Regions from separate parts of the Gossypium hirsutum genome. Here region 1 is linked to region 2. The links are chromatin contacts, called in public Hi-C maps. All regions are on one chromosome and are shown on one strand. Each heading gives the region's core, a stretch centred on a gene start, on an enhancer-like site or on the middle of the called end of the contact. The rest is flanking DNA. Distances are from core to core; before and after follow the strand shown.

Region 1 (5,033 bases), core at 893-3,392, 51 kb after region 2:
AACTTGGGTTTAAAGGGAGAAGAGAAAATACTTAACCAATTAGGTTACTACCTACACTTGGCTATTTTCTACTCTATTTAATATCTATTCAAGTATGATTTTGATCATAGGTTACTGGAAAAAAAAATAAAGAAAAGAATTGGAAGAAATGTGATTTAAACCTCTAAGACCTTTAGGGAATAAATTAAACACTCGATCATCAAGCCTATTCATTTACTTAATCATTTTTTGTAATTAACCTTTTATATTTTTGAGTGTTATAAATACAAAATAGAGAACTTTTGAAGTCAGAAGTACTTTTGAAAAGCGTTTTTCAACCTAAAAGCAAAAGCAATTTTTTCTAACTTTTGCTTTTAGCAAAAACGCTTTTAAGAACAAATGACAATTTAACTTTTATAAAATATTTTATATAATATTTATATTGTGTATGTAATTATTTTCCTATTGAAATTTATTTTAAATATATAATATTATATATTTAATTTTTTATTGGTTATAATTTAATATTTAAAATTTAGTTTATATATTCGAATTAAATTTTATAAATAATTAATATTAATTACTTAAAAATATTTAAAATTTATATTTCATATATTAAAATATTAACAACTAATTATAATAATTTATTTTTTATATTCTTACTAAAATATAATAATATTAACTAATTCGAACATTATTTAAATGCATATTTGTTACTTTATAACACAATATCTTTAATGGACATTTTATTTCTCAAAAGTATTTTTTTACAGTAATATTAAATACTTAAATTTTAAATCAAATTTTTTAAAATCATTTTTCCACAACACTTTTTAAAAGTACTTCTTAAAAGTAATGCTAAACTAGCCCTTAGTGAAGTGAACGCCTCGAATGCACCATCGGAAACACTCTTCGACTTAACACTCATGAAGGCCCCACTTATTAATCGTAATCTCTGACTCTAACTATTACGTCTCATCCTAGATAATTAAAAGTATGTCCAATCGTTACCCTACTTAAGCATATAGTGACATACCACTTAGTCATGTACCACCGACCCACTTGTAAAAGCTCAACACGTGGTGCCATGGAACCAACTATCATGATATATATATAATCTACGCATTTTATAAGACAAATTTAAATTGTGTTATTAACTATAAAAATAAAATGAATTATTACATTCAAAATTAAAAATATTTATAATTTAAAAATATTAAAATTATTTGAATTAATCAGAGCCTACTTGATTTGAGCTGATCTAAATACTAAAATTTTTGAACCCAAAAAATTTGAATCTAAAAAAAATAATTTTTTTAAAAAAAAAGTCTTATAGGAATCTACCTAAACCATCTACACATCTTGCTCAAATTTCATATATTAAATTAAATGAATAATTATCTTGAAATACCAAACATAAATTTGAGTATAGAAATGAAGCCAAAATTTTGACTTGATTGATAGAGACGGATTACATAGGCGGAAGGACCTAAAGGTTAGGTCAATGATGCTTTCTTTTCTGCATCCCAACCCCTCTGTTTTTGTTTCATCCTCATTTAGGCATATTTGTTGCAAAGTGAAGGAGAAACATGCGTAGACCTTAGAAAGAAACCTATGTCAAAAATGGAAATCAATTCGTAGTCTCATGTTTAGAAGTTGTACATTTTGTGTAGAGAGAAATTTATTAATTTTTGGAAACGACTAGCAATACAATTACTATTCAACTGTCAGCCATTGCTTTCGTCTCTGCAACTAACATGTTTTATATTCATATCACATTTTACTCCATTTACCTTCAGTATGCCACCTTGGTCAAAATCCATCAACTTTCTTAACAAATTCATACACTCAAAAGTACTTAGTTATCATCATATGGTCACCCGAATATTTATTGAATGATTTATAGACTGTAAGTTCCCATTTCCTCAGTATAAAGTGCCAAAAAAATCTTAAAATTTTCAATTAAAATATAATAATTTAAATTGGGCATGAAATTTTGGGCTTAGGCTCTTTATTCATGCCTACAATGGACTTTTTCTCCTCACCTACAAACCAAAATAATGATTTTTACAAGAAATTTGTTTTTCCCTCAGATACTTAGGATCCAGCATTCTTGGACAAAAGAGGCTTGTGACCTCCAAAACTCCCGATGTTGTATTTTTCTGTGAGACTCGTTTGATGGGCCTTCCTAGTACACAATCCAACATGATAGGTTGTTTTCTGGTGGATTGTGTTGGAAGGAATGACGGCTTGATTATGATGTAGAAGGGGGGGTGTCTCTGGATTACAATCATTTTCTGATAATCATATTAACATGCTGGTTCTGCAAAATGGACAAGTTATATCAAGGCATACGGGCGTGATAAGCGGCTTAAGGAAGAGTTATGTGCTCGAAAAATTGAGTTTAGAAAAAAAAAATATAGTGAAAAATTAAAATTTTAAAAATTAAGTTGATTTATGATATTTATAGTAATAAATTTTTCTTAAAAAATATATGTTCTTTGAGCGAGACGGATCCTATACATTCCCGACTTTCACCTGAACAACTTTTCCCGCTATTCTCGTATCACGAATTACTTCAAGCCTTAGTTTAAACAATCACGAACCAAACATAGAATCATAAATGTTTTATTGCTTTAAGTAAGAAAGCAATTCTCTCTTAATAGAAATCGGTAGAATTGTAATTCCCAAAAAATAAAATTTATTCTTAAAGAATAAATTCTCACTACTTTCTGGCAAAATAACAATATTTGGAACTTCTGTTAAACTCTTATATTAATAGTTCTACTAATGTCATCTATTTATAGGGAGAGATAAGAGAATCTTGGTTAAATTAATAAAATATAAATAATATTATTTAATAGAAAATAATGTTTTATTCTAAGTAGAACAGGGTGAGTTGCACACCCTACCCTAGTAAATAATACTAGGTATGTCACCCCTCTTTTATAATTGAGAGGATTTGAGCCTCTCTTGTATTGGATCCAATTACATGTGTTTCTTAAATTTTTAACCCAACACTTTATAATTTAATCTGACTCAATACATATTTTCTATTTCTCAAAATAAATATTATTTAATTAATTAATTTAATTAGATAAATTAATTTTCCAATTAATAACTTTCTCAACCTAATTCTAATTCCGTTAAAGTCATAACAACTTTATCGTAAAAAAATTATAAGGAAATATATTTAATTTTCATATTCAACAGATTCACAATGACTAATTAATTAAATAATAAATCGAAAACCATAAATTAATATCAAGTAATTTCTATACTCAATGAGAAAACATATACATTTGTGAATGTGACCGATTTCTCTAACTTCATTATTTCCATCCATTTCTGTTCATTTGGTTCTACATGCAATTCGTTTTTGGTTTCAATGAGCTAGCAAAGTGGCCAATTGAACATATGTAATTAAAGTTTATAAATAATTTATAATTAAGTTCTAGCTTTTAGCCTATTAATTATAAACTTATTTAGTCACGAAGTCATTCCACTAAATAATTTATAATTAAGTTCTATCTTTTCGAAATGTTGATAGAGAGGATTAAATTGAATCATTCACAAAATATTTAGGACCTTGTAATTGAATGTGACTTGGATAGAATTGGATATTATACCATTACTGAATTATTATTCGCAGCTAAAATGATACAGGATCGTCGAAAGGGAAATGAAAGGCGAAAGTCAATGATCAGTAATGCGAGCTTTCGATTTGTATTTCTATGACTCGAAACTAATTTTAGTTAATACATATTTATGGTATATTGCATTTTATAGCATTAAGGTAAGCTATTAATAGATATTGAATGAAAATGGTAAGAGTGGAAGTGAATATCGAAACATAGACTAAATTGAATAGAATAGAGAGATGCATGATTTAATTAATTCATGAAATTGGATATGAGTGGTGATAGTATATAAAAGAGCATGTACTTGGTAGAGTCCCTTGTATCTTGCTATGTTTGGAATATTTGAGTTAGAAGCTAATAATGCTTATAATTATGTTTTGCAAAGTTGGCAATAGAAGTTAGTAAATTTGATTATATGTTTTAATGTTGGTAGATGATAAGCTAGAATTCTATAAGTTTGGAATGGAAATGTGACATAAATGATTAGTGTTTTGTTGGCATAGGTGAATTGGTTTATATAGGTGAATTGGTAATATGATAAGTGAATTGGTATGAGACCATTTAATAGTTGGTTCAAGTATTACACGCATTCTTGGTAAGGAATTGTAGGATTAAATGTTAAAGTTGATAGGTAGAATGCATATGGTTATTGAAATATGTTTTAGACATGTTTCATGTGATATGTTTAAATGAATTACTTAAGTAGCTTAAATAAGTATGTATAGGTAAGGTGAGCAATTGTGGTATGAATTAATGATAGGCTGAATAAATAATTGAGTAAATGGATCTTGAAATGGTATGGTTAATGCTAATTGGTGCCTTATTGAATTGGTTGTTTTGAAATGATTATACAAACGAGAATGGTTGAAAATGTTACAATGTAAGTGTTTGTTTAGGTATAATGTTGATATATTGGCATGGAAGTCAATGGTCTATTTTGGTCATGTTGGTACGATGATATAAGTTTTGAAATGGTTATATGAATGGTTATATATATTGGAATTGAATAAGTAGTTTTTATATCAAATTGTGGACATATATTAGTGATTAGAATTTATTCAATGTGATGAATTGGGTTGCATTTGGATAGTTTATGCATGTTTTGTTATGTGCCTAACGACAGCTTTGATTTCCTTTAAGTTTGAACATGTAAAAGAGACAAAAAAATGCAGAATTTTGATATATTTGGCAACAAGGTATTGATACCTTAGATAAGGTATCGATACAATGTGTTTTTAAATCAATTTCTCAAACACAGAATGCCAAGATGGTATTGATACTTAATATTAGAGTACCAATACTTTACAAGGGTATTGATACTATTGAAATCTTGTTTTAAACTTTTGCAAAACAGAATGTTAAAACGGTATCGATAATATAGTAAGGTATTGATACTTCTAGCCTAGTATCGAT
Region 2 (4,529 bases), core at 1,874-4,373:
GGGGATCAGCCAAGGGAACTGGACTTGTTGGCTTCCATTGGCTAAGTGGTGGTACAATACTACCCTCCACTTGGCCATTCAAATGACTACTTATGAGGCTTTGTACGACCAACCTCTCCCTTAGCATCTTTCATACTTGGTTGGCTCATCTAGTGTGGAATATGTAGATCGAAGCCTTCAACACTAAGAGGCTACAAGAAAACTTTTACAGTTCGATCTCAAACGTGCTCAAAAAGGACGAAACATTTTGCTAACAAGAAAAAGAGTGACCAAGCCTTTCAAGTGGGAGACCTGGTCTATTGGAAGCTTCAGCCCTACAAACAACATTTTTTTCCAGAAGGATCCTCATTTGGAAATTGGCCCCTAAATACTTTGGACCCTTTATTGTGGAGGCAAAGGTCGGTTAGATAGCTTACAGCCTTCAATTACCCCCGGGGGCCCGCATTCACTCCACGTTCCACGTGTCTCAACTCAAAAGACACGTGGGACAACAATTGGTTTAACCTATACTTCTAGCAGTGGACTTGGATGGAACTATAATCAAGGAACTAGTCTGTATTTTGGATTGGCGCCTAGCCAAATGAGGCAATCAAGCGGCCATGAAGGTGCTGTTCATGTGGCCCAACACGTTCCTTGATGATGCCACTTGGGAGAGCTTTGTAGAGCTGCTATCCAACATTCGATCCTTGAGGTCAAGGATCTTTTTGGCACGGGCGTATTTGTCACGAACTAAATTTGAGTTTCTTTTATTACCGTTAATAATCTAATACGCTGCATTTTAATGTTAGTATTGTTAGTTATACGGTGAGTTTAGGGGAAGAGATGCGGTGCGTTGTATGTTAATATACGCAGGTTAGTACTACGAGCACGTTTTAGTTTAGTCTCTTAAGTGAAACGGGGCGTTTTGGGTAGAACAGCTGTGGAGATAACAGCAAGCCGAATTTCAATTGTGACAAGGGCTTCTTCATTCCATTAAAACAGCAGAATGGAAATGAGGTGGTTATGCCATCAATTGTTACAAGGGCTTCTTCATTTCATTTCCTCTTGAACTTTTCTGAGTTAGTCAAGATCGCCACCGTGTCATGGCTTTATCAAGGAACAATCTCCTCTTGTTATAATTGATTGAATTGAAAGTTCGAACTACCGTTCTGAAGAAGAAAATGCGTTTGGAAGACTCCATAATATTTTCTTCTTCCAGTTTAATTAGCTTCAACTCCCTCACCAAATTCTTGCAAAAATGTTCCCAAATAAAGAGTCTAAGAGCCACCAAAATCCTTCATGCTGTCTTACTTAGAAAAGGCTTGTTTTCTGTTTCACCCAATATCCACAGCGAACTCATTTTCACATATGCCGCATGCCTGGAAAGCAAAACCAGCATTAAAATCTTAACCAATTACTTCAAATCCATAAACCCCCCAAACCCATTGCCCTTTAATGTAATAATATCTGATTTTTCAAAAAATGGGTTTGCGTTTTTTGCACTAAAAACTTTTTCTTTTATGCACTTTAATGGCATTTCTTTGGATACTTATGCTTTGTGTAGTTCCATATCAGCGTCATCTTCATTGAAGAAAGCTGAATTTGGTAAACAAATTCATTCTCACGTGGCGAAATCAGGTTGGACGTCGAGTGTCTTTGTAGGCAGTGCTCTAGTTGATTTATATGCAAAATCGTCACTTATCGAAGATGCAGCTGTGATGTTCGATGAAATTCCTTTTAAGAACTCCGTTTGTGCAAATGCACTTTTATCAGGATTTTGTGAGGCTAAGTTGTGGATTCAGGGACTTGTACTTGTTAGGAAGATGCCTGGATTGAATTTGGATTATGACCATTTTACTTTATCGGCTATGTTACGTGCATGTGCAGGGCTTTCGGCTATTGAATTGGGGAGGCAAATGCATGGATATTTATTCCGTAAATTTTATAATTTGGTGGAGGATGTATTTCTGCAAAGTTCATTGATTGAAATGTATGGAAAATGTGGGTTGGTGATGCAAGCTTTCCAAGTTTTCAGTTTGGCAGGGCTGAGATTGGGGAGGGAGAAAAGAAGGGATGTTGTTCTTTGGACTTCAATGCTTGGTGTGTATGGAAGAAATGGACACTATGAAGACTTGATTTTGTTATTTAAAGAGATGTTGAGGGAGGGTATTAAGCCTGATGAGGTGGCATTTGTAACAGTCATCTCAGCCTGTGGTCACACTGGACAAATAAGACTAGGCCTTGAGTATTTTGATTGCATGACTCATGTTTACAAGTTGATTCCTGGTCCAGAGCACTACAGTTGTGTGGTTGATCTACTATGTAGGGCTGGTGAGTTAGAGAAGGCAATGAAGGTGGTCAATGAGATGATGCTTCAGAAAGGCCACAACAATGGCAGTGTTTCCTTATGGGTGGCTTTACTTAGTGCTTGCAGTGATCATGAAAATGTTGAGTTGGGTAAATTTGCTGCTCAAAAGGCACTCGAGTTGGATCCTCAGAATGTTGGAGTTTATGTTAAGCTATCAAATTTATACGCTAGGTTAAGAATGTGGGATGAGATTGGTCAGTTAAGGGAGACAATGAAGCAGAGAGGATTAAAGAAAGATACCGCATTTAGTTGGGTAGAAGTCAGTGGTTGAATAGAGCAGGTATCAGTCATGAAGGAGACATGTAGGATGTAAATGGTTTCATTTGAATGAACATGTGGGATTCTGAAGCATGCAGTTTAGAAGGGTGAATACGTTGATAACTTCATGTTACAACATGCTTTGGAGGAAACTGCAGCATCTTCATTTTGGCTGCTTTTATGGAGCTTGCAAGGATTGTGTTGTATAAATTATGTTTAGTGCACATCATTTTCACGTTAGAATTCCAAAGCTTTAACCTTATGAACACGGCCAAGATTTCATAGGCATAAAAGTTTGGAATTAAATTCCAGTTTGGGGCAATTTAATTTGTTCCTTATTTCTCTGTCGGGGCTGCTGGGCCAACTACAAAAGGGCCAGACTCAAGCTGGCCAATCCTACTGAACATAACATTAAAAATAAGGGCCTTTTAGTCATTCTATGGTGCACTTGTTCGTCTGTCACATTACATGTTGCTCTATTATTGGCTAAAATCATGAGTGTTATAGAAACCTCACTTACGCAATCAATTCCTCAAACCCCATGCCCTGCAAACCAGGCACTGTAACTAAGGTGAAAGAAAAACCCTAATTTTCTTTCTAGTTGAACCTTGATTTCTCACGAGGTTGAGCCGATTTTCTTACATGATATGATAGATACTTCATTGTCGAAAAAGAAAGATCCAGATCAGCCGGAGATTAGCTTGCCCACGCTCAAATCACAGCGCACCAAAATGGGCAAATCCGAAGACAGTGAAAAGAAGGTAGTCTTGAAATCTCAATTCAATTTCGGACTCAATTCACCTAAATAACATCACCCCAAGAAGCCAAAAAGCTGTCTTTTTTCTTTTCTTTCAAATTTCCGTGTTCAGCTATTTGACTGATGTTTAATTGAATTTTGGAGCTACAATTTGTCATCATTTAAATTTGGAGTTTTACCCAATATGTCGGCAATCAAAATGATGTAACCTATGAAAAGAGAAATTAGTTTTCAACCTGGTTGCACTAAAAAACTATGATTTGAAATGTTTTTATTACAGAACAAGTAGTTCTTTTGTCAGGAATATCTTATTGTTGTATTTTTTATGATTCCGGTGCAGAAGAAGATCAAAGATGTTGAAATAAGTGTTCCTATCGTATATGGTAATGCTGCATTTTGGCTTGGTAAAAAGGCAAGCGAGTGAGTATTTGCTTAACACTTGGAACTTTTGGAACTTCTGCTTTCTTCTTTGGTTTGTTATTTGCACGTTTCAGTTACGTTTGGTTTGTATTTTCAATGCTTGATTCAGGTATCAATCGCACAGATGGACTGTGTATGTTCGTGGGGCAACGAATGAGGATCTTAGTGTGGTTGTAAAGCGGGCTGTTTTTCAGTTGCATTCCAGTTTCAATAACCCAACAAGGGTTGTGGAGTCTGCTCCATTTGAGTTATCAGAATCAGGGTGGGGCGAATTTGAGATTGCCATTACACTATTCTTCCATAACGATGTTTGTGAGAAGCCCTTGAACTTGTGAGTTGCTTTGCCTGTTAATCTGGTTTTAGTTAAGTTGGTTTATTCCAGAAATAGCAGAGGTTTAGTCCTAATACAGTCATTGTTTAATTAGGACATTGTTAAAGATATGTAGGAGAAGAACATACAATTATGTAGCACTAGAAAGAACTTCTACTCGTTTTAATTTTGATGTTGTTAATAGTCATTTGGCCTACAGTGGATAACTCTTACCATGAAAGACTACTTTACTGTTGATGTGTCTCAGTTGGTAATCAAGTGTAGAAAATTAATGATTTGGTTATATTTAGATATAACTGTGAGATACATGAATTACTTTATTTGTTGTTTTCCATTTTATATTATTCAATTTCTTAAGGAGTTGGCTGGAATCAAAGTAAACATTTTAATAATCAGCAGATATAATGTTCTGATTA

The links. A called contact is a pair of places that touch in the nucleus more often than the background predicts.
Region 1: a Hi-C map of leaf shows a contact between it and region 2, with 2.9 times the contacts expected there. The contact joins the enhancer-like site here to the promoter of LOC107927880 in region 2. A contact is called at or near these places in 11 of 34 Hi-C or Micro-C datasets (anther, hypocotyl, leaf and 1 more).

Annotation. Positions count from the first base shown.
Region 1 is chrA12:7,317,054-7,322,086 of Gossypium_hirsutum_v2.1, forward strand. No RefSeq gene overlaps it. Among protein-coding and RNA genes, the nearest start is that of LOC107927904, 12 kb to the right of the region's middle. Within about 2 kb of position 2,143, at least 2 of the 9 cell types and tissues checked have an H3K27ac peak or open chromatin away from gene starts, as enhancers often do. A contact at or near this core is called in hypocotyl and leaf, where this site is marked.
Region 2 is chrA12:7,265,099-7,269,627 of Gossypium_hirsutum_v2.1, forward strand. LOC107927880 (transcription initiation factor TFIID subunit 14b) reads left to right here and starts at 3,124. Exons shown (of 6, transcript XM_016859004.2): 1 at 3,124-3,366; 2 at 3,703-3,782; 3 at 3,892-4,113. The coding sequence starts at 3,253. LOC107927871 (pentatricopeptide repeat-containing protein At3g12770) reads left to right here and starts at 1,161. Exons shown (of 2, transcript XM_041082604.1): 1 at 1,161-3,176; 2 at 3,260-3,366. The coding sequence starts at 1,161. The coding sequence ends at 2,618.